Linked DNA regions of Oryzias latipes: region 1 is linked to region 2. Evidence: chromatin contacts called from public Hi-C data. All regions are on one chromosome and are shown on one strand. Each heading gives the region's core, a stretch centred on a gene start, on an enhancer-like site or on the middle of the called end of the contact. The rest is flanking DNA. Distances are from core to core; before and after follow the strand shown.

Region 1 (5,195 bases), core at 1,188-3,687, 160 kb before region 2:
TCGTTAGTGTGCCAAAGGTCATATATGATCATATTTAGGGATAGAGATTATTCCAAGAGGCTTAAAAGCATTATATAGGCTCTTTATTTGAAACTATTGAATATTTTTCAAATGTTCTTTTAGTATCCAAAGATAATTTTAATGGAAATTAGATTTTAAAAAAACCTGCAATGCATCATTCCTTTCTAAATTAAAAGGTAAAAAGAATTTCTGTAAAAAAAAATTTAAATCACATCGGTAAGACAAATATTTTGTAAAAATACAAGTAATATGTTGGTTTTTTATATATTTCTAAATATATTTTCTCCTAATTTTCAACTATTCTAATGTAGATTTTTCCTCCTTTTAAATTAGTCATCTTTTTTTCTTACCTGCAACTTTATTAAATTATTTTAACATTATTACTAGGCATCTGTGCTCACTTATTCTTTAGCTTTTATATTATTTTCTTTGTATTTGCCTTAAATAAATATTGGTGTCAACAAAATGTTCACGTTTTATACATTTGTGTTATTTTTACTCTTAAATTCCTTTGTTTTGTATCTTTTTATTGCTTTAATGATTCTATTTTGTTTCTTCTTTCGTTTCTCTCAGTCGCCTGCATTTGTGGTGCATTTTAGAGGCCTTTAGGTCCTGTTACCTATAGAGTAATGATATAATGATAGTATAATAATACAAAAGAAAAAAAACATTGTAGTGATAATGATTAATTCTTTTAAACAAAATTTTCTGGATGGATTTTTTTTTTCAAGTCGTTGAATTTTGTCGCTTTTTGCTTTCCATACTTCCCCAGCCACTCTTTAGTTAAGAGGACATGTGCAGACAAAGCACATTCAAATGAGCAAGCAAAACCAAAACAGGCTTAAATAAATGCTTCAGTGACGTCACATGAAGCGTAAACGTGAGAACAAAACCTCATTTCCTGAAAAGTAGGATGCTCGGAGCCCAGAGACGCTTCACCTCCAGTGGAAAAGAGCTGCAGAAGACAATTCGGATCAAGTTGCAAACTCTGTTAAGATGCTATATATAGTCCACCAGGATATCTACATGCGCAGGCGGTGTCTGCCGCGCGTGCGCAGGCACGCGGCAGCAGGAGAGCAAAGTTGTAGGTGTTTGAGACCTGTTCAGGCGCAGCACATTCAACAGGCTGGTCAGGCGGGGTCACCACGGGGGGGGGCCAGTACTTTAAAAGACTAGGACAGCGCGCGCGCGCGCACACACGCACACACACACAATAAAAGAAATGTTTCATTTCATTTATATATATATATATATATATATATATATATATATATATATATATATATATATATATATATATATATAGCAAATGGAGTGCGTCAGAACTGTTATTCATGTAATAAGTCAAATAAATGTTAATGAATCTTTCCAGCATTTAGTGAGTGCAGGGGGGGGGGGGGGCAGTTTTAATGATGGAGGTGTGATTTTGAGGCTCCGCGTGCCTGCAGTGACAAACATCCCCGTTCAGCACAAAGACATTCTAATGCTGCCACTTTAGCTAGCTTACGAGCTAATTTTTATTTTTAATACGTATTTGTCTTAACACGCACGGATGCGGGAGCCCCGCGGTCCTGCTGGGGGCCGTCAGCGCTCCTGCCCCCGCCGTGAACCCCTGCTGGGGCTGTCGGCGCCGGGCTGCCAGCCCCGCTCCGCGAGCTAACTTAGCATGCTAATCCGCCGCTAAGCTACGCGCTCGTGCCGGGATTCGAACTTTGTTAGCGTCGCGCTGACTTGTGTAAAAGCGCAGAAAGTTAGGCGGCTCCGCTCGCACCGAAGGGCGGCTGCGAAACGCGGCGGGGCCGGCGGTGACAGTGTCGGGAAATGTGGTGTACTTTACCCCATATGGAGATCAGAAGAGGCCGATGTCAGGACTGACAGCAGCCAGCCGACATTCCCCGGAGTGGCCGCAGCCGCCGCGGTCTCACTGCGCCAAAAGGGTCCCGATCGCGTCGTTGATAGGGGGACGTGGTGGTCGGAACGGGGCTCAGGCGCCGAGGAGCGACATCGGCGTGTCTAGGTGGAAGTTTCTGTTGAAATCAGAGGACGCGTCACCTCGCAGTGGTTCATGACTCCCACGGTTCAGGCTGCGTTTCTGTGCGCGTCCATATCTGACAATAATCAGTGTGGCCACACGGGCATCCGTATGTCACCGCACGGATGCGTCTGTTTGACACGCTTCTGCGCCATCAATATTCAAATGATTCACACGTGACAGTGCAATTAACCACGGGCACCTAAACGCACCACACTTTAGACGGAAGCCAGCCGGCCTGTTTGACCTACATTTCATCGGACTCGGCAGTGAAAGACTGAAGCCGCAGCGGCAGATCAGACACTTCATGCTCGGTGCTTCCAGGCGCCGCTCCGCCAGTCCTGCTCCCCTCAGGTGGATGCGCCCTCTAGCGGCCCGGGCAGCAAGAGCGGCTGGAAATCCATCAAGTTAAAGAAAACAAAAACATAAGGCATCAATAGTTTTATCCCCACAAACAAAGGACTGAGAGTTCACATAAAACAACATCAAATCAGTCTTTTGTTTTGTCAATATTAAAATTAAAAAAAGCAAAAAAAAATTTAAGCGAAAAGCTTAAAAAACAAGAAAAAATATTGCTTTAAAATAAAACTCCCAACTATAAGTTGTTGGGCACCCAGACCAAAAAAAGTAAAAATGGCAAGATTTAGTAGTAAAAAGAAGAAAAAACTCTTAAAAAATAGAAACATTTTGTTTGTGAACAAACTTTTTTTGTAAACAGAAAAAAAAGTAAAATAAGATTTAAAGTCATAACAAAAAAAAACTTTTGTAAAAAAAAACAAAACGTTTTTTTCTGTAAAAGTTTTTGTTTGTAAACTGCAAGAAATTAATAGAAAAAAAAGTTTTATTACTTTACTCTGGAAATCACTAACATGATTGTAAAAATCTCAACCAAAACAGATTTTACACAGAAGGAATTAATTTATTTAAAGCAATTAAAACCAAAAGAAGACAAATGAGATATTAATCTTTACATATCAAACTTAAGATGTCATTATTTATATTGGAAAATAAAAAAGTAAAAGACACAAATCCATGCATTTACTTTCACATGTCAACAATGCCATAACAATTAGTCTTAATCATAAATCTTAAACACATACGTGACTCATTGAATCCATGAAATGTGAAGTTTGTCCCAAAAAAACCCAACTTATTTACATTCAAATAAAAGATCATTCAACATTTTTGATGCAACGTTTATCCCTGTGGACAAACCTAGCTAACTCACATTTTGGGATGAGTTTGGGTTGAACTAATGGGTATCAAACCTCTCAGCAGCCGGTTAATAATCACATTTTCGTGGACCTTGTTAAGGCAAACCCGGTCATTTATTCATGCTTTACGTTAATATGTGAAAGCAGTTGAGTTTTTTGTCAAAAGTCTGTAAAAACACGATCTAGGTTCTGTTTGCTCCTTTTTTTAATTCACATTTAAATGATACAGAAATAAACAAAGAAAATCAAACATTTATGAAGTATGGGGTTGCAGCACACAACATTGCTTTGATCTAAATACGATAAAAAAAATTAAAAAAAACAGTATTCTGACAAACTTCATATTTTATACTTGTGATTTTAAAAGAACCATTAAATATTTGAGAATTTTTGCCCAAACCGTTGTGCGTAAATGTTTTACTGTGCAGGTTTTTAAGAAAAGAAAAAAAAAGACCAAAATCAATTCAAAGACGCCGTCGATTCAGTCTTTTCCCGCCTGAAAACAACCTGCCAGAACACAAACAGTCGCAGGCGGAGCGCGCCGCCTTTGTGTTTAGTGATGAAAATGCCAGAAGATGCTTTGAATTCCGCCCACCCTTGAAACGTGGATCATGCCGTTATGTACCAGGCAGAGAAACGAGCTCAATTATGGGAAGAAATGAAAGAGAGAGGGGGAGGATTTTTGGACGGCGAGGATGAAAAAAAGAAAATGAAAAAAAAAAGAAATGAAACACTGACGGAAGGTCAAGAGAACACAAGAAAAGGCGCAGTGGGAAATGAGAGGAGAGGACTGAGGCACAGAGAGGATGAGAAAGTGAAACTATGTTGTCATGGAAACTGGCAGTTCTGAAGAGCAAAACAAGAATGTAAATTGGTTTACCCTCAGGAAATGTGATGGCTCTACAGAGAGAAATGAGTGGAGAGGTGTGTTTTCTGTAACACGCAACACAAACACAGCCCTGCAAAAGAAAACAGAGGGCAGGAATGTGGGGCAAATCCTGGAACAGAGACTCCGGACGGGAAGGCGCACCCGCATCTCTCCAGACAAACGACTCATTAAAAATGCATTAGCTCAGGAGGGCAGTCCGAGACGGCAAATTGCAATTAAAGTGTGTCTTAACTGCTGCGGCGTGTCAGGAAGATGGTTTTTAACGGGCCTCCAGGAGGTGGGGGGGGGGGGGGGGGGGGGGGACTCTGGAGCCCCAAAAAAAAAAAAAATTCAGGCTTTGGCGCCATTCCCGTTTCAGTCATTTTAATAAGAGAGACTCGGCCAGTGAAGATATGAATGTTGCCATGAAACTAATGGTTTCCGTGGTGACAAGCTGGAGCCCGGTCTTTGTCTGTGGCAGTGTGGGAAGTCAAGTCCGCCCTTCGCCTAAAAATCTCTGCCTTCAAAGTGGACAAAGAACACGTGAGAGAGTCGTGTGCCGATTTCACACCTTTCACATGTTGGTGCAAACAGGGTTCCATGCCACACGTCTGCCTTAAGGACAATTTGGTCCGTCAGCAAAACAAATTGTGGAAAAATTTCTAAGAAGGACCAAAATAAATAAATCTCAAGTCAAAGGATGTAAATGCTAGAAACAGAACTTTTTATTTTTTTGGCTCTGCTGTGAGGAAACTATATTTGGGAATCTCTTCATACCAGGAGCCAGCCTGGAACATCGCCACAGTGCCCACCCAGATTAGGACAGCAACTGGGTCCACTTCACAGCCGTGAGGCTGCTGTGTTTAACTCCAGCTGCCCCAGTAAGGGCAACAACTGCAGCAACAACCACCCACCAAGCCGGCAAGCCCTGGCAGAAAAGATCCCCACATGAAACATTGGCTCCAGCAGGCTGTTCAATAAAAAAAATATATAATTTTGCCATTGCCTTGCAGCTCGCAGTGCAAGTGGTTTAATTTTCCAGTAATATCAGTCAAAAATG
Region 2 (5,152 bases), core at 1,667-4,166:
CGGTTAAAGAAGTGTGTATAGCTGCAGGCTGCAGATTTATCCCTTTTAGAGGCATCTTTATTCATAAAGCGCCTTTCAAACTCTTTAACTTGAGGTTGTTTTTTTTTTTGATTGAAGCATGAAGACAAAAATGTAGCTGATAAGATGTCAAACTCAAAGAAAAAAGTCTTAAGAACCCACTCAGATCACCTTTTGATCTATTGTTAAACTGTTCCCAGTGGTCTTTTTATTATGATTTTGCTTTTTTAAAAAAAAAAAAAACTTTCGTTTTCTATGACATTGTTACTGCAGAGCGACAGGAGTTCGTCAGATATTTTCCTCTGATTGTGGGCGGGAAAGTAGCCGTAAAGCAATCCCGCCCCCTTCCCCGCACCGAGAGCTCTCTGTTTACACACTCTCCCGCTGGCTTACAGCCCATCACGCACAGCAACCGACAAAAATGGCAAACAATACCAAACCAATCCTGGCGTACAGCGTTGATCCAGATGCCAGCTCAAACGAGGAACACATAGATGGAACTAGTCGTCTACAAGTGAATGCATCAGAATGGAGCAGAGCAGGGATCTTTGGACCACACCCCCTTTTTGAACGACATTTTTAAATCTGCTTCTTATTCACAACGATTTGACTCAGAGAAGTAATTTTAGGCCTCATTTTCTTTGTAAATATGTCCTCCATCATCAAAGAATGTCACAAGAAAATGCTACAAGAAACACCCAAAGCACAATTTCCTTCAGAATTGGTCTTTAAAGATTGAAATGTGAAGAAATTTGAGTCACATTTTACATCATGAGCTAAAAACCAAACAATTTCTGAATAGATTTTTGCCTCTTATTCTTCTAGAAATGGGATCTGGAGTTACACCTGCTCTGAGAAAGTCCAGAGGAGCATTGTGAAGGTGTGAGACCGACTGTCTGCATATGAAGCACCATGGCTGCGTTGAACAGCAAAGGTCCAAGAAGGGATCCTTGAGGTGCTCCACAGGACGTGGAAGCGACATACCTCTAACCTGGAGAGGAGAGCTTCGATGTTGGCCACACTGGGGTCCTGGAGGGGCTCCTGAAGGACACAGAGGAGCACAGAGTCTGCCAGAGCGACGGAAACAGGAACTTGGAGATCTGGGATTCTGTTTTCGGCCATCCTGGAGGAACAAAAAAAGTATTTTCCAGCATTCTAAAGGCCTTTTCTTCAAAGAAGTATTAAGTCGTTTGACCTTACCATACATTGTGGTTATTCCTGCTTAAATGAACAGCTCCCTGATGCTGTTTGGATTTTGTTTCCTGCTGAATTGAAGCAGAATCAGCTGAGAAACCAGCAGGAGCTGAGCAGGGATGTGAAGTGCTGAAGCTGAGCTCACCTGGCTCTGCCGGGGCCCCAGGCGGTGCCTCAGGGCCCGCAAAGAGACCGCCAGCACCACGCACAGCAGACACACCAACAGCAGCCTGGAGCACACCTCCACCTGGGACGCAGAGGAGTGAAGCAGCGCCTCCAGCTGGCAGATCCACCACATTACACCTGCTGGAGCCAAGCTCAACCAGAGTTGAAGCGTCTTGAGAGACCCAAGTGTCTGATTCATCTGAAGTTTGCAGGACTCTGAGGTGAAACATGAATCCTGTCAAGACATCCGCACTAACAGACCAGCAAACCTGCATTACTTTGGGGTAAAGTTTATCTTCAAGCAGCATCAGAAGTCAAATGTTGTCTTACCTGTGTGTTGTCTCTCAGGTCCCCACCACCACATTCTGTGTTCCCGCTCTGACATGTGAGGAAAGTGGCTGTTAAACACATGACAGTCGTCCTGACATGCTGCGTCAGATGAAGAGAAGCTCCTCTTTGGCTCCTCTGCTCAGAATGAGCCCGACGTGTGGACGGCAGGTTGGACAGGTCCGGCTTGAAAGCTTTGCTTTTTGTCTTTTTCTACATTCCCTGCAAGAAAGGAATGTGCTCAACTCCCTGCCCCACCCTGACACTCAGAGCAGCACCTCCCTTGGTTTTCACATCTCCCAACAGGAAACAAAAGAGAAGTTCAGAGGCAGAATGATTCAGAACAGACAAATATGTGGAAACTCAGAACATTTGCAAAAACACAGAAGCCTGTGGAAAAAAACAAAAACAATGACATCACAGCAGGCAAAATATCCCCCCCCAAAAAAAAGAATGAGGCCAAAACTTTTTCATGGGAGTAAACAAAAAAATAGTTCAAAATTCACTAACAAAACTCAAACAAGTGTTGGGGATATCCAAAAGAAGTTTTGAAATGATTATGGGATGGCCACAGGACCTATGGCGAGTGAGAAATTTGGCAATTATTTCTTTTTTTTTTTTTTAACATTTCCTCTAATTTAGGAAAAGCGATCGTCACAAAATTTCTCACATGTGCCATCAGCTTAGGTCTACAGCCACAACTGAAATTTCATTGACCTCTGACCTCAGAAAAAGGGCACCATCTTTAATTTTCCAAATATAAATTATTCCATTTTTCTAACCTGCTTAATTCCTTTTGGGGCTCACAGTGTTGATACTGTCTGGTGAAGGCGGGGTACACCATCCTGTCGCAGAGCCACTCACTCACATGTAGGGACAATTTGGTGTAATCAATCAACCTATGAAGCATGTTTTTGGACTGTGTGGGGGGAAGCCGGAGTGTCCAGGGAGGGTCAATGGGGAGAGCATGCAGGCTCCACACAGAGGTGTGGGATTTGAGCTGGGGCCTTCTCGCTGTGAGACCACGCCATGGTTGGGGGCAGTCCCAGGATGGTGGTCCCTCCTGAGAGGGGATGGCCTTCCATATCTGCTCCAGAACATAGGGAAGGAAAATTTGGCTGATGGAACCTCTGATTCAGGACTCTGGGATCAGATATACAACTCACAGACTCCTTGAGGGTTCTTGGGAGTCCAGTCCACTTGTGATTTGTGGATTTGGAGAAAGCGATGAAACTCTGTGTTCTGTGGGAGGCATAAATGTAGCCCGATGTGAAGCAAAAACAGTTGGTGACAACCAGGAATGCTGAAGAACAAAGTTCAGGGGTTTTTGGTATATTTTACTATAAAAACACAAACAGTGACAAAGATTCAGATATTAAAATAGACGATTCTGAATCACATCTCCTAGACAAAACAATCCTGCACACAGAAGGAGAACATTTTCTCCACAACCAGCTCCAACACTTCATTCTAGATTTCTCTGTCGTTTCCAAACACAACACTTGAACACATGTCTGTAACAGAACAGATATGAGGATATCTCAATATTTATTCCGAGCAGAACTGTGGTTCGTGTCACTAAGATGTTAGTAAGCAGCTTCAAAATTCAAGTTTACCGAGAAGAAAACATCTACTGTCCAGCTCTGCCTTCCAGTGCTTTATTTAAAACTAGTTTTATTCTTCATTGTTAATGTCATTTGAAAACAACAGCTTCACATTTGACCTTTCCGTTAAAGTTCTAGCAGCTCGGTTGATATTTGGGCAGAGCCATTCGGTCCCGCCTCCGTGTGCAGATCCACACCCACGGGGGCTGAAGTGCGTTTGTTTTGTGGAGCTGCTCAGGAGGCCGGGCGGAATCGCCCTGTTGGCCTGCAGCTGAGTCACGGTTTGGTGATGTGGACCTCTCCGGCCCCGCTGCCGTTGGTGGTTGTGGTGATGATGTACTGCTGCGTCACCGGCTGCTGCTCCAGGTGCTCGGTTTGGGCGGCGCTCTGAGGAGCGGCTTGTTTGGTCTCCAGATCAGTCTGACCCTCGGAGATGACGTAGTGTGTCTACAGGGACGACAGCGGGACAGGGGACGATGGAATTTGCTCATTTCACCGCACAGACACACATAAACATTAGGCAGATGCTTCATCTGGAGTAATGTATCAATTTCTTGAAAGACTGGGATTTGAACCCCAAACCACATCTGCTCAATGCACTGACCCATGAGAAGATGCATGAATAGGTAAATAAGGAGGTAAATGAGGAGATGTATGAAGACATAAATGAGGAGGTGCATCAAGAGATGCGTAGGGAGGTAGATGAAGAGGTGCAGGAGGAGGGGCATGTCAGCGCTTTCTCACCGTTTTCACCTGGTTGCTACCGACTCCAGACACCGGGGTGCTGGCTTCAGCTATGACGTACTGTGTATGAGGTAGAGTCATCATCTGGATCTCTGACGCTGGAGGAGCAAACAGTTAAAATGACTCTCATGTGCATCAACAAACAAACAAACAAACAGGAGGCCGGGACTCACTGTAGCCTCGGTAGTTCCAGTTTCCAGGTATGTAGGTGTGCTGCACGGTCCCCTGCTGCTGGCTGCTGCTCTGACTCTGGGCTAAGGTGACGGGGGTCAGCTCCTGGCTCGCCTGCTGGGTGGTGGGGCTGAGCGGCCGGCTGGTGCCCTTCGGAGGAGCAGGAGTAACCACTTAAAGTAAACACTTTCCAAAGGTTAACCCCTGGGGTTAAAAGGACTGGTGTATTCAGACCGGCGCAGGTGCTTCACCTGGGCTGTGGCTTGGCTGGTGCCCGACGCCTCAGAGACCTGGACGTGTTGTAGCTGGATGGGCTGCTGGCTGTAGCCGTGGGGGTCGTGCAGCTGGCTCACGTCTACTGTGGGGGCCTGGGAATGTGGGGAGGAAGCCTGTGAAAGAAATCCAAAAGCGCAGCAAAGATGAAGAGCAGCTTCATCACAGGAAAATCTGACCAAACCTGCAGCAGACATCTGAGATTGTCAACAAAAATGTGGGCTTTTTGGAAGATCCGTCCAAAGGAAGAACAAAGATGCTCCTATTATGCTTCTCTGAACCTGCTTCAAGTCTGCTTTTCCAAGTAAACTCGGATGTCGGCATGATTTATTGATACTCAAGGGAGAAAATTATATAATTTAGAATAAAAAAACCCATTTACTGCAGTACTTATACCTACAGAAGTCATTCAGAGGAGCTTCTACTACCTTGTTCTGATCCATAATTGAACCCACAGTCTGCTTTTAGAAAAGCGATTATTTCTACAAAAACAACGTCTGTGTTTCTGTTTTGTCTGTGTTCATGCCAAAGGCTACACTTCTTAGGGGTGTCCCCCAAGGCTCTGTCCTGGGTCTACTTTAGTTCATTATTAGAACTAAAAAAAACATGTTTTTTATTTTATTTCCAGTGGTTCCTGAGTTGGATCCTCTCCTTCT

What was found. Hi-C and Micro-C count contacts between places; a contact is called where the count stands out from the background.
Region 1: a contact with region 2 is called in a Hi-C map of embryo, with 2.7 times the contacts expected there. The contact joins the promoter of bcl9l here to the promoter of LOC105355378 in region 2. A contact is called at or near these places in 5 of 5 Hi-C or Micro-C datasets (embryo, fibroblasts and gastrula embryo).

What each region holds. Positions count from the first base shown.
Region 1 is chr13:5,339,753-5,344,947 of ASM223467v1, reverse strand. bcl9l (B-cell CLL/lymphoma 9-like protein) reads right to left here and starts at 2,437. Exons shown (of 9, transcript XM_023961630.1): 1 at 2,305-2,437.
Region 2 is chr13:5,183,502-5,188,653 of ASM223467v1, reverse strand. It overlaps LOC105355378, which reads right to left and starts at 2,916. Exons shown (of 9, transcript XM_020708082.2): 1 at 1,708-2,916; 2 at 1,358-1,593; 3 at 1,219-1,280; 4 at 1,003-1,141. The coding sequence starts at 1,762. prdm10 (PR domain zinc finger protein 10) reads right to left here. Exons shown (of 24, transcript XM_011482281.3): 21 at 4,475-4,612; 22 at 4,226-4,373; 23 at 4,053-4,150; 24 at 3,349-3,755. The coding sequence ends at 3,585.